Regions from separate parts of the Sus scrofa genome. Here region 2 is linked to region 1. A link is a contact called in public Hi-C data. All regions are on one chromosome and are shown on one strand. The core of a region is the stretch at or near the end of the contact, and the rest is flanking DNA. Distances in the headings are between cores, read along the strand shown.

Region 1 (5,603 bases), core at 278-2,777:
AATTAATTAAACCAGGTCTCTAGGAGACTACTTTTCAGCAGGCTCAGTAAAGAGAATACCTGAAAAATTAGGCTGATAAAAGACACTTGTAAAAAGTGTTTAATAGGCACTTAAGCACAGTGACTATTAAAAATCATCTTATTCACATAGTTAAACCTGTACTAAAAACTTCTAAGGAAGAATCAGCAAATAGGAAGATGTTTGTGAGTGAAAGGAAAATAGGTCAAAATTAGCCTTTCTCCATTTAAAGATAATAGAACACATCTGTCCTGTTAATAGAGACAAAATTTAAAAAACGTGGTTAAACATTTCGATTTTTGAAGGCGATGAAGGCTATCATTTTAGACAATCAATTTCAAAAACATTAAGCTTTTGTTAGCATAGCTCCTTTTATTGCAACAATGGAGTTTAACCACAAATGGCACTGAAGTGGCGGCTCCGGAATGCCAGAGAACAGAGATAAAAGGCGTCTAACAGGGACTCGGAAACCAGAGCAACTGAGAAAAAGACCTTTCTCGAAGACCTGGGAGTCTTGTCACAAGGAATCACAGTTTCTTGCATTTTTGCCTGTTTAAAAACCATCCTCACCCCTTTGTAAACTTTCCTGCTCTTTCCCCCCTTCCACCGTGTGTCTTACAGATTGCGCGCAAGACAGTCTAAAGTCAGGAGAAAGAGCCGCTGGAAACCCGGGGCGGGAAGGATCAAAGCCGGAATCAAGCCACGTCGCATCCGGGCCGCCGCAGTCGCTGAGGATGCCCGGTCCTCCCCCCTTTCCAGGTGCGGCTCCCAGGCCGGGCCGGAGGCTGCGTCTTCCTCCGCGCGACCCTCCCTGTGCGCCCCGGGGCTGCCGCGGAGGCGACCTCCACTCACCATCTGCAGCGCGGTCGCCAGCAGCAGCCGCAGCCCCAGCGCCGGCCCGAGCCACCCGCCCGGCTCAGCCGCCATCGCCGCCGTCTCCCGTGGGGCTCCGGCCGCCCGAGGACCCTTGTGCGAGGGGCGTCCACTCCAGAGCCTGATCCAAAACAGGCTGCAAGGGCCGTTGGCCTCAAGTTTCTTATTCTGCATAGACGCGCGTGAGCGAAGAGCGTATGCCAGCTTAAAGGGGACCACGTGCCTTTACATGTGACGGAAGCCTGAAGTCGCGGGCTCCTTTCGACAACTCACTTCAGGCATTTCCCTAAACTCCCCAAATCCGTGCTTCCCGGGGCTCCTTCCTTCCCTTCACGACGTTTCGTCAAGCCCCCAAGAAGCCCCGCCTCCTCCGGTCTCGGCCCGCCTCCTTCTCCAAGTTTACCCAATAGCATGCGGCCTTGGTTAACACGTACGGCAAAGAAACCAACCGTAACACGAAAGGAGAGCGAACGCGGGCTCTTCGGTCCAATGAGCACAACCGAAGTGGAGTAGGGGGCGAGGTCTCTGGTTGCCGAGCAGCGTACGTGGGTGCGTGCGCGTGGTGGCGGGGGGGGATGGGCAGGGGGCGGGGCCGAGGCGGCGCAGCCGCAGCCGCAGCGCTGGCGGAGGAGCGCGCGGCCGCGAGCCCGGGAGGGAGGGAAGGAAGGAAGCGAGGGAGGCGGGCAGCAGGCGGGCGGGCGCGGGGGTCGGGGACGGAGGCAGCAGAGAGAGGCTCGAGCCCGGCAGCCGCCTCGCGCTGCGTTTGCTGCGCGGGCTTCTGCAGGGGGCGGCCGTGGAGGCGGCGGAGGGAAGCGGGCACCGGCGGCGTCGGTGCTGGCGCCTGGGGGCGGGGGACCGGGGAGGCGAGCAGGGGGGTCGCTGCGGTGCTCCTTGGGCTGTCGCGCTCTCCCTGCCTTTCTCCGGGCTCGGTGGGCTCCTCCCGGCGTCTCGCTCGCCTCGGGGCCCCGATCCCCGCCCCCCGCGGTATGTCTTGATCCCGAGCGGCGGGTTTCATGGGGCTCCTCAGGATTATGATGCCGCCCAAGTTGCAGCTGCTGGCGGTGGTGGCCTTCGCGGTGGCGATGCTCTTCTTGGAGAACCAGATCCAGAAGCTGGAGGAGTCCCGGTCGAAGCTAGGTGAGGAGCCGGCCCCTCGGGCTGAGCGGTGTGTGGAGGGGCCGGGCCCGGGAGGCCGTGCGCCCCGGGCAAGTGGGCGCTCGTCTAGCCTGGGGTCTGGCTCGACGGCTGGGGGCTGAGAGGGTGCGCAGAGACCTGGGTCTGGGGCGAGCACCGGCCCCAGAATGGTGTGCACTTAGCTTGGGTGGCACGCTGGGCTTGCGAGGTCACAGGGCAGAGGTCGCAAGGCTGGGCTTCCCCGAAGCAGGCATTCCACGGGGAGAGCCAGAGGAGCTCCAACTCGTGGGGAGCGGCTGCTCACTGCCGAGGGAACCGCTCAGGCTTGCGTGTTTGCTTCGTCGTGCGGAAAGCCCCGGCGGTGTCGGGCGAGGGGATTCTAATTTGAGGTATGGGCCCCTGGAGACGGAGCCTCTGGGGCGCCGGGAGGGTCGCGGAAGGATGGATGCGCAGGAATGGAGGGAGGTGCTGGAATGACGGTGAATTGCAGCGAGGTGCACTCCTGTGCTGGGGGCAGCGAGGCACCGTACAACTGCCGGGGGACGTAGGCTGCCCAGGTAGGGCAGGAAAAAGCTTCCACGAGGGGGGTGGAAACGAGGCATCCAGACGCTTACATTCTTTTTTAGCGGCGCTAAAATGATGAATATTCTGAGCTTAAGAGTAGGAACGTACCAGCCATAATGGAGAAAATAAAAATCATTTTAAAAGAAAAAAAAAAAAAGAATAGGAACGTACGTGTATGTTGCTTGTTGATGCTGTGGATCTGGAAGAGGGGGGAACGCCGAAGGGGGATTGCTATAGTGAGATTTAAGTTTATGAAAGGAAAAGTGAGAGTATGCAAAAAGTTTACCATATGGTTAAGGACCTGAGGAGTTAACAGTGCTTGTTTTAGTGTGTGTGGGGGGGTCTAAGCAGAAGTTGGAGTGCGAGGCTGTGAAGGACCAGAAAAAGGCGCAGAAACTGGGTACTCTGAGATCAGTAGGAACTTTGGCGTTTGGAAAGAGCTCGGATGAGGAGGGCGTGTTAAAAGAATGTCAGCAATACATTTTGATTTAAAGATGCGCGTGGCACTTAAAAATCATTTCAAGAGGCTGAATGTGGAAGTGTAATGTGAAATATTTCTATGCCTACACTTTCACCTCAGCATCGTTTTAAATACTTTGTGAAAAGCAAACGATGAAATACCAGCAACATTATAATTTAGACTAAAAAGTGACAAATAGGTGCTACTGGGGGTGATGATTAATTAGTACTTAGGAAAAATGTATCAGAAAATAATTGGAATAGTACACATAGTAACTGAGCAGTTTTGGTAAACTTTGCAAAAAGCCTTGGACACATTTTAAAGAACAAAGTATCAAAGAGCATAAAATACAGGTAATTGAAGTGCAACTAAATTTGAAGAGGAGCTACATTCTAATTCCACTCCTCAACTCCAGGGAAAAATTTACCTGTACAGTTGTGAAAATAAATCAAGTTTATTTACTATGATTTTATTAATATGTATCTTGTATGATGGAAAAATATTACTTTAAATATTGAAAGTTGGCCAATACCCTCTTTCTTTTTGTTTGGATCCCTTTAGCAGCAATCAGGGTGATAATTCTGGCCTGGTGAATTAATGATCTGGCCTTACAGAATGAAACGATTCCTCTTCAAGTTGAAAATTACGTAAAATTTGTACTTTGTTTTATTGCTATTTTCATTTCTTAGACACATTACAGTGGCTTGGGATAACTTCAATTTTTTTTTCTTTTTTATGATTTTATTGAAGTGTAGCTAATTTGCAGTGTTGTGTTAATTTCTGCCGTACAACAAAGTGACTCAGTTACACATACCCATTCTTTTTCATGTTCTTTTCCCACATAAGGGGATAATTTCAAATTTGAATTTTCTTTCTTGCCTAACATTTTTTTCCTGTAGTGCTTGAAGTTTCTATAGGTACAACCTGAATGATTTTAAAAAGAGTTACTGAGAATGTAGAAAGGCACAGAGGTACTGTTTCTTCTCATGACTTTTTTTTTTTTTTTTTTTACAAGAAAGAAACCTTTAAATTCAATTAGAAGCACTAAGTATGGATTGAACTAAATTCTGGAAAAGGAGCCTCAGATACTAATATCAGAAGGAGCTGGCAGTTCTCTGGAGATGCAAAAATCATGGCAAATAAAATGTATAGCTATATATCATCAATCTTTTAATTTAAAAAAAAAGTCTCATGAAACAGGCAGTACCAAAACTGATGTTGCCAATTTGTAATCTTCCTTAGGAAAGGAACATACAAAGAGGCGTATTTTGACAACCAGACTCTGTACTAGGTACTTTATATGTAATATTCTTATTTGCTCTTCCAAGAACACTTTAGAAAGATGCAGGAATGGGTTCAGAGGTTATGTAACTTGACTGCGTAGCTGGTTAGTGGCAGAGTCAGGATTGGAACCCAGGTATGTCTGATTCCAAATCAAGTTCCCTTTAATTCTACCAGGCTGCTTGGGATTTATATTGGCATTACACTAAAATTTAGCAGTGAATAGAATTTTTAAACTGTAATACTAGTGTTTAATTGCATTTATTCCTAAGAATGAATAACGTTCTTAGAAAATTCAATTTCTGACACAATAGAATCAGTTTAGTGTAATGTCTGTTGCTTGTTTATGTCTGTATAATGAACATAATTGTATTACCCAATGAAAGGACTTGAAATAGATAGCTTATTTCTGCTACAGGGGAAAAGAAATCTGTGCTTATTTTCTGTAAGGATAAAATCACAATATTAAAAGCATTTTTATTTTGGCATCAGAAAAATGATTAAACATTTAGCTCTTATAAGTAGTTTTTATTTGTTGTCTTTTTTGTTGTAGAAGATTCCAAAGGATTGCATTTTCTGATAATGCCTTGTATGCACCTTGATTTGAGAATATTTTGATGGTGTGATCTCTAATAAGGCAATATATGTTTTTAAAACTTAGGGGTATTCATTGACCAGTTGGGATATTAACTATATACACAGGAATTCCTAAAAAAAAAAAAAAATTATATAATCTAGTTTTCTTTATCTTTTTTCCCCCAAAATGAATGTGGCAAGACATATTACTCTCGTTTTTTCATTTGCTACCTTAGATATATTTCCAGGTCAAGTTATATAAATTTGACTTGCTCATTTAGTAGCTGTATAATATTCCACTATATTCATGTATCGTAAATTATAAAGCCATTATGCCAGTAATGAACATTCAGTTTGTCTACCCCCCTCATTTTTTTTTTCTTTTTTTGCTATTTTCTTTCTTGTCATTATAAACACCATAAGAAACATCCTTATATGTTTTCTTTTTCTTTTTTTTTTTTTTGTCTTTTTGCTATTTCTTGGGCCGCTCCCGCAGCATATGGAGGTTCCCAGGCGAGGGGTCTAATCGTAGCTGCAGCCACCGGCCTACGCCAGAGGCACAGCAATGCAGGATCCGAGCCGCGTCTGCAACCTACACCACAGCTCACGGCAACGCCGGATCGTTAACCCACCGAGCAAGGGCAGGGACCGAACCCGCAACCTCATGGTTCCTAGTCGGATTCGTTACCCACTGCGC
Region 2 (5,309 bases), core at 1,034-3,533, 140 kb before region 1:
TAACTGAAGTCACGATTAAGAAATTAAAGAGAACAGCAAAAAATAAGTGCTAAACTCCATGTTCAGGAACCCCTACTGTGAAGCCATCAGAGGTCCCAGCCAAATAGGCTGCACAAGTCCAGGAGGCAGCGGGAAAACCAAGACAGGACAAGGCCTTGGAGGGGCGTGTTGTTGGAAAGGGGCTGGAGAGAGTCACTGCGGAAGTTGCCGAAAAGGCTGTTTGATTTACCAGGAAATAACTGGCAACCTCGGGAATGCTGTTTAGGCACAGTTGTAGAAGCGGAAGTCAAGGGCACATTCGGCAGGAAATTCCAAGACGGTAAGAACAGTGAGGAAACAGAGAGGATACACTGGTCTCCGGAACGTGTCAGTGAAACTAGAGAAACTAGGGCTGAACAGGAATAAGTGAAGATATTTCTTCCTCAAGTCAGCAGATCTACAAGTTTGAGGAAGAGGATCCAGAGTTTTTTCCTCTAATGGTGAATGCAGTGTCATGATCTTTTTGCAGAAATGGACATGGATTATGATATACTTGTGAATATACTTATTGTGAAGACAAACATCTGGAAAGAGATAAAGTGTTTTCTACATAAAAATACAAAATGAACAATAAATGAAAGCCAAGAATCCTGATTATATATTTCCTTCTCCATATTTCTGGAAAAATAAGTTAAGATACACATGGAGTAAGATTCATTCTTTTGTAGTTGCCTTGGGGGGAAAAAGGCTGTTTCTGTCACCACCACAAAGAACATAAATATTTGTATGTTATTTGCTATTCCTTATAATATGCTTAGGCTCTAATCTTTGTGCCTTTAACAGCCACCGCTGCTATGGCTGCTGTTTCAGTAAAACTCAGAAGCATGAATGTGAGCTCATGTCACCGCCCACCGGGCCTGCTGTCACTTTCCCAGCCCTAAAGTAATAAAAGGGCAACACAACAAATGCATGGAGCCTTTTCTTATACTTGAAATTCTAGTCTCCCCTCCCTCCGTGCTTGTACCCATGTGAACTTCAATCAAGCATAAGCTGTGTCCTGAGGCTGCTTAACAAGATACTTGGAATTACGGGCTTTTGCGCAAATTCCACGTCACGGGCTCCTTAGTTATGAAAATTCACATGTATTCCCATTCGTTATTAACGTTGACATCGTACCCCATTAGTTATCAAGCCCGCCTCGCCCAGCGGCTAAGGGTCCCTCGGTGTCGCTCACCACCGTGCACGGCCACGTCCAGCCTGGCTCTCCGGGTCCCGGGCGCCGCGTTCTGCACCAGCAGGCGCCCAGGGTCGGACCTGCAGCCCAGCAGGTGAGCGCTGCCGCGGGCGGGGCTGGGGTCCCTGGAGGTCAAGAGCCGCCCCGAGAGCGTCCTGAGGCGGGGACAGGCCTGGGCGGTAGGTGTCCCCAGCACGGGTTGCAGTCCTGGTGCCCAGCAGATGCTCAGCAATGCCGAATGAATGAACAGCGGGCGCCGCGGGGACTTGACTTCAAGTCTGTTCTGCAAACGTCCACGAGCGCCATCCGGGCGTCAGGCACCAGCGGGGCGCGGGACCTACAAGACTCATTTCACAGGTGCTGTAATTCTACGCTACAACGTCCCCATTTTCTCCTAAAACAAAACGGGGGGTTGGGGTTCTCTCTGTTCTGGAGGCTCAGACCAAACTGCAAACGTGCAGCGGCGCAGCGGCCCCGCGGCGCGCTTCTCGCCGCGAACGCCACCCTCCCTGAGGGGAACGCGCCCAGCTCCCGGCGCGCCCCGCGGCTCGGCGGCCGCGGTCCTGAAGGGGACGCTGTTCCCGCGATAACCTCGGCGGCCGCAGACCTGAAGGGGTCGCTGTTCCCGCGATAACCCCTGTAAAGGCCCCGCCCCGCGGCCCCGCGACCGCGGCCCTGAAGGGGTCGCTGTTCCCGCGATAACCCCCGTAAAGGCCCCGCCCCGCGGCCCGCGCTCGCTTCCTCCGTTGGGGACCCGGCCCCTCGCGGCGCGGACGCCGGCCGCTCTCCTGGAAGCCCACCGCGGCCCCGCCGGCGTTCGCGGCAGCTCCCCCTGAAGGGACAGGCCCTGCGTCCCGGCCGCCGCCGCTCGGGCGCGCGGCCGGCTCCGAGGCGCCGGTTCTCGCCGCCGCCCCGCCCTCCCCCCACGGAAACGACAGCTGCGGCGGGGCCGGCGCCGCCTCCCTCCGACCACGTCCGCCCCCGCCGCGCGCACCCCGCGCCCCAGCCCGGCCGCCGCGCCGCCGCCTCCCGGTAGGTCCGCCGGCCGCCGCGCCCGGCTGCCCCCAGGATGAACATCATGGACTTCAACGTGAAGAAGCTGGCGGCCGACGCGGGCACCTTCCTCAGCCGCGCAGTGCAGGTACCGCGCGGGGGGGAGGGCGGCGGCGCCCGGGGGGCGGGGAGGGGTCGCCGAGGCGGCCGCGCCCGTGGTGCCGGCTTCCGACCGCCCGCGGGCCTGCTGCGGCCGCGGCCCCTGAGGGCGCGGCCTGGTACCCTCTGCGCCCGGCGGCCGTTTTCCTGCCCTCCTGCCCAACCGCCGCTCGGGCAGGCGCCGCGGAGCGGGGCCGGGCCGGAGCCTCCCTTCCTCGGGAGGAGCGGGGCCGGGCCGGAGCCCCCCTTCCTCGGGAGGAGCGGGGCCGGGCCGGAGCCCCGCTTCCTCGGGAGGAGCGGGGACGGGCCGGAGCCCCCCTTCCTCGGGAGGAGCGGGGCCGGGCCGGAGCCCCCCTTCCTCGGGAGGAGCGGGGACGGGCCGGAGCCCCGCTTCCTCGGGAGGAGCGGGGACGGGCCGGAGCCCCCCTTCCTCGGGAGGAGCGGGGACGGGCCGGAGCCCCCCTTCCTCGGGAGGAGCGGGGCCGGGCCGGAGCCCCCTTCCTCGGGAGGAGCGGGGCCGGGCCGGAGCCCCCCTTCCTCGGGAGGAGCGGGGACGGGCCGGAGCCCCGCTTCCTCGGGAGGAGCGGGGACGGGCCGGAGCCCCCCTTCCTCGGGAGGAGCGGGGACGGGCCGGAGCCCCCCTTCCTCGGGAGGAGCGGGGACGGGCCGGAGCCCCCCTTCCTCGGGAGGAGCGGGGACGGGCCGGAGCCCCCCTTCCTCGGGAGGAGCGGGGACGGGCCGGAGCACACCTCGAGCTCGGCCCCGGGCTGCGGCACCTCTCCTCCTGCCTCTCCGACGCCGAGGCCGGGGCCTGGGTGCGCTCCCTCCCGGGCGGGCGGAGCCCTTGCGCGTCCGCGAGGGGCCGGGAGACGGCCGTCCTTGCAGCACCCCCGCCCTGTCCTCCGGGCTCGCTCCTCGCCGGGTCCGAGAAGGAAGTTTGCTTTCCTAACCCTCTGTCGGGACAGCTGCCAGCACAGCGCCCCGCAGTCCTGCGCCCGGCTGCCCGCGTCCGGACTCAGCCAAGGCCGCGGGCTGGGGTCCCACTGGTTTTCAAAGTGGGGAGCACAGGCAGTGGGGCAGCGAGAGAGGGGGTGGGGTTCTTGTCGCGCCTCCAGTCACAGGGACATTTTTCGAAAACACTTTAGGGGGAAAGTTGAGTACCTCGCGTATTCAGAAATTAAGGAAGTGTCAGTCCTGGGAACTCGGGACAGTTTTCTGCAGGCGCCACCCACACTGTGCCACCGCGGGGAAATCTGTGAGCAGGTGTGAATTTCACAGTACGGGGTGTAAACAATCTGGCGTTTTAAGTTAATGGCACAGTCACAGTAGCAACAGCATTCTCTTTTGTAAACAGAAAACAAAAATAGTTTTCTAATGTAACATACCCGGCTGGTACTGAAATGTAAGTCATTGTGAAACTTTACTGCTTTCCTAGTTGCCTTTAGCCCACTTTTTTTGGCATAGTTGACGCTGCACGATGCTTGACTTGTAGAAGAATGGAAGAATTAGAGCAAGACACTAGCTGTTTATTTTAGTGCAAATTCTCAGTGATTCTGGTGCTGAATGCAGATTTGACACTAGGTAATGCCACTTTGAAATAAAGCTGGATGTTTTCGGGTACATAATCCCCACTGCTTAAGTAGGACATACGTATTATGGTTTGATTGAAGTGGTTGATCAACTTCATGTAAAAAATCTGGCACAGCTCTCAAGATGTGCTTCCCACGTTAATTTCAGTTATTCACTGTTTCAAATTCTCTAGGAAAAAGTTTGAAAATTCTATCTTCTGTTAGTTATCAAATAATTTTCAGTCTTAAATACTTCACTGTCTGCTCCACATCCGCATGTTACTGCTGTTTTGGCCAGTAGTGATACAGCAATAAATAAAATCGCCAAAATTTCTGCCCTCCTGGAGTTTACAGTCGAGCGGGAAAAGACAAACTAAGTACATTAGAGAAAAAAGCCAAAAAAGATTAGTTTAGGACAGGGGTGGTGGTTGCTGCTGTTACATGAACATATTGGAAAGGGCAGTTTTTTCTGTTAGGATCAAATTCAGAAAGACCTCAACGAAGTGACACTTCTCCCCTTTTTTTGTTTTTTTGTTTGTTTGTTTGTTTCCTTTGAGGAAAAGCATTTCAGGCAGAGGTAACAAATGCAGGATCTGAGGTTGCAGGGGTGCTAGAGAGACCAGTTAGGGAGTTGTGGCCCTAGGTCAGGCAAAAGGTGATGTGACTTAAATAAGAGGAGGTTCAGAATCTGTCCAGTGTTGAGTGTCATATTGGCTCTGGGTTATGAGAGAAAGATGAGTCAAGGATGACTCTGAGGTTGTGGCTTGAGCCATTTACTAAGAAGGGAAAAATTTCAGGAGGATCAGGCTCCTTTAATGTGTCTTTTTGTATTAAGTCTGTAATATATATTGCGAAATATTTATGTACAAACTATGTCATGTCTGAGAATTGCTTTAAAATATTTCAGAAGAAAAAATGTGGATAATTGAAACAGTATTGGCAAAAGGTTGATACTTGCTGACGCTTGGTTATGGGTTCATGAGGTTTTATTATACTACTATACATTATGTGTGACATTTTCCATGGTTTTTTAAATAAAATATGTAAGGAAAAAGAGGTGGTTGCAAAATGGAACGTGAAATCTGGAATGCTATGTGGTAATTTTCAACAAAATACTGCATTCCCATTTCATTATTTAGTCAGTAACAGAGTTCCTGCTCTAAATTGAGTTGACCTAAGTGTTGTGCCAAAAAGTGCCAAGTTTCATGCTAAGAATAGTGTAAGAGCTATGCCAGTTCCTCATTACAAGCAATAAGATCAGCAGGAATGGAATTCAGCTTTAATATTTCTGAATAATAATTTCTATTCAAATAAAATTACACCTTAAGGAATAAGCCATTCTTTGGTTAGACAATTGCCATACATTTTTTTCATTT

Evidence for each region. Hi-C and Micro-C count contacts between places; a contact is called where the count stands out from the background.
Region 2: a Hi-C map of skeletal muscle shows a contact between it and region 1, with 2.6 times the contacts expected there. A contact is called at or near these places in 5 of 47 Hi-C or Micro-C datasets (blood, embryonic fibroblasts, heart right ventricle and 1 more) and 1 of 2 datasets of targeted methods (alveolar macrophages).

What each region holds. Positions count from the first base shown.
Region 1 is chr4:129,254,296-129,259,898 of Sscrofa11.1, reverse strand. HS2ST1 (heparan sulfate 2-O-sulfotransferase 1) reads left to right here and starts at 1,527. Exons shown (of 7, transcript XM_001925492.6): 1 at 1,527-2,028. The coding sequence starts at 1,905. SELENOF (selenoprotein F) reads right to left here and starts at 956. Exons shown (of 5, transcript NM_001085443.1): 1 at 871-956. The coding sequence starts at 945.
Region 2 is chr4:129,392,445-129,397,753 of Sscrofa11.1, reverse strand. SH3GLB1 (SH3 domain containing GRB2 like, endophilin B1) reads left to right here and starts at 2,283. Exons shown (of 9, transcript NM_001168421.1): 1 at 2,283-2,354. The coding sequence starts at 2,283. ODF2L (outer dense fiber protein 2-like) reads right to left here and starts at 1,703. Exons shown (of 14, transcript XR_002343752.1): 1 at 1,214-1,703.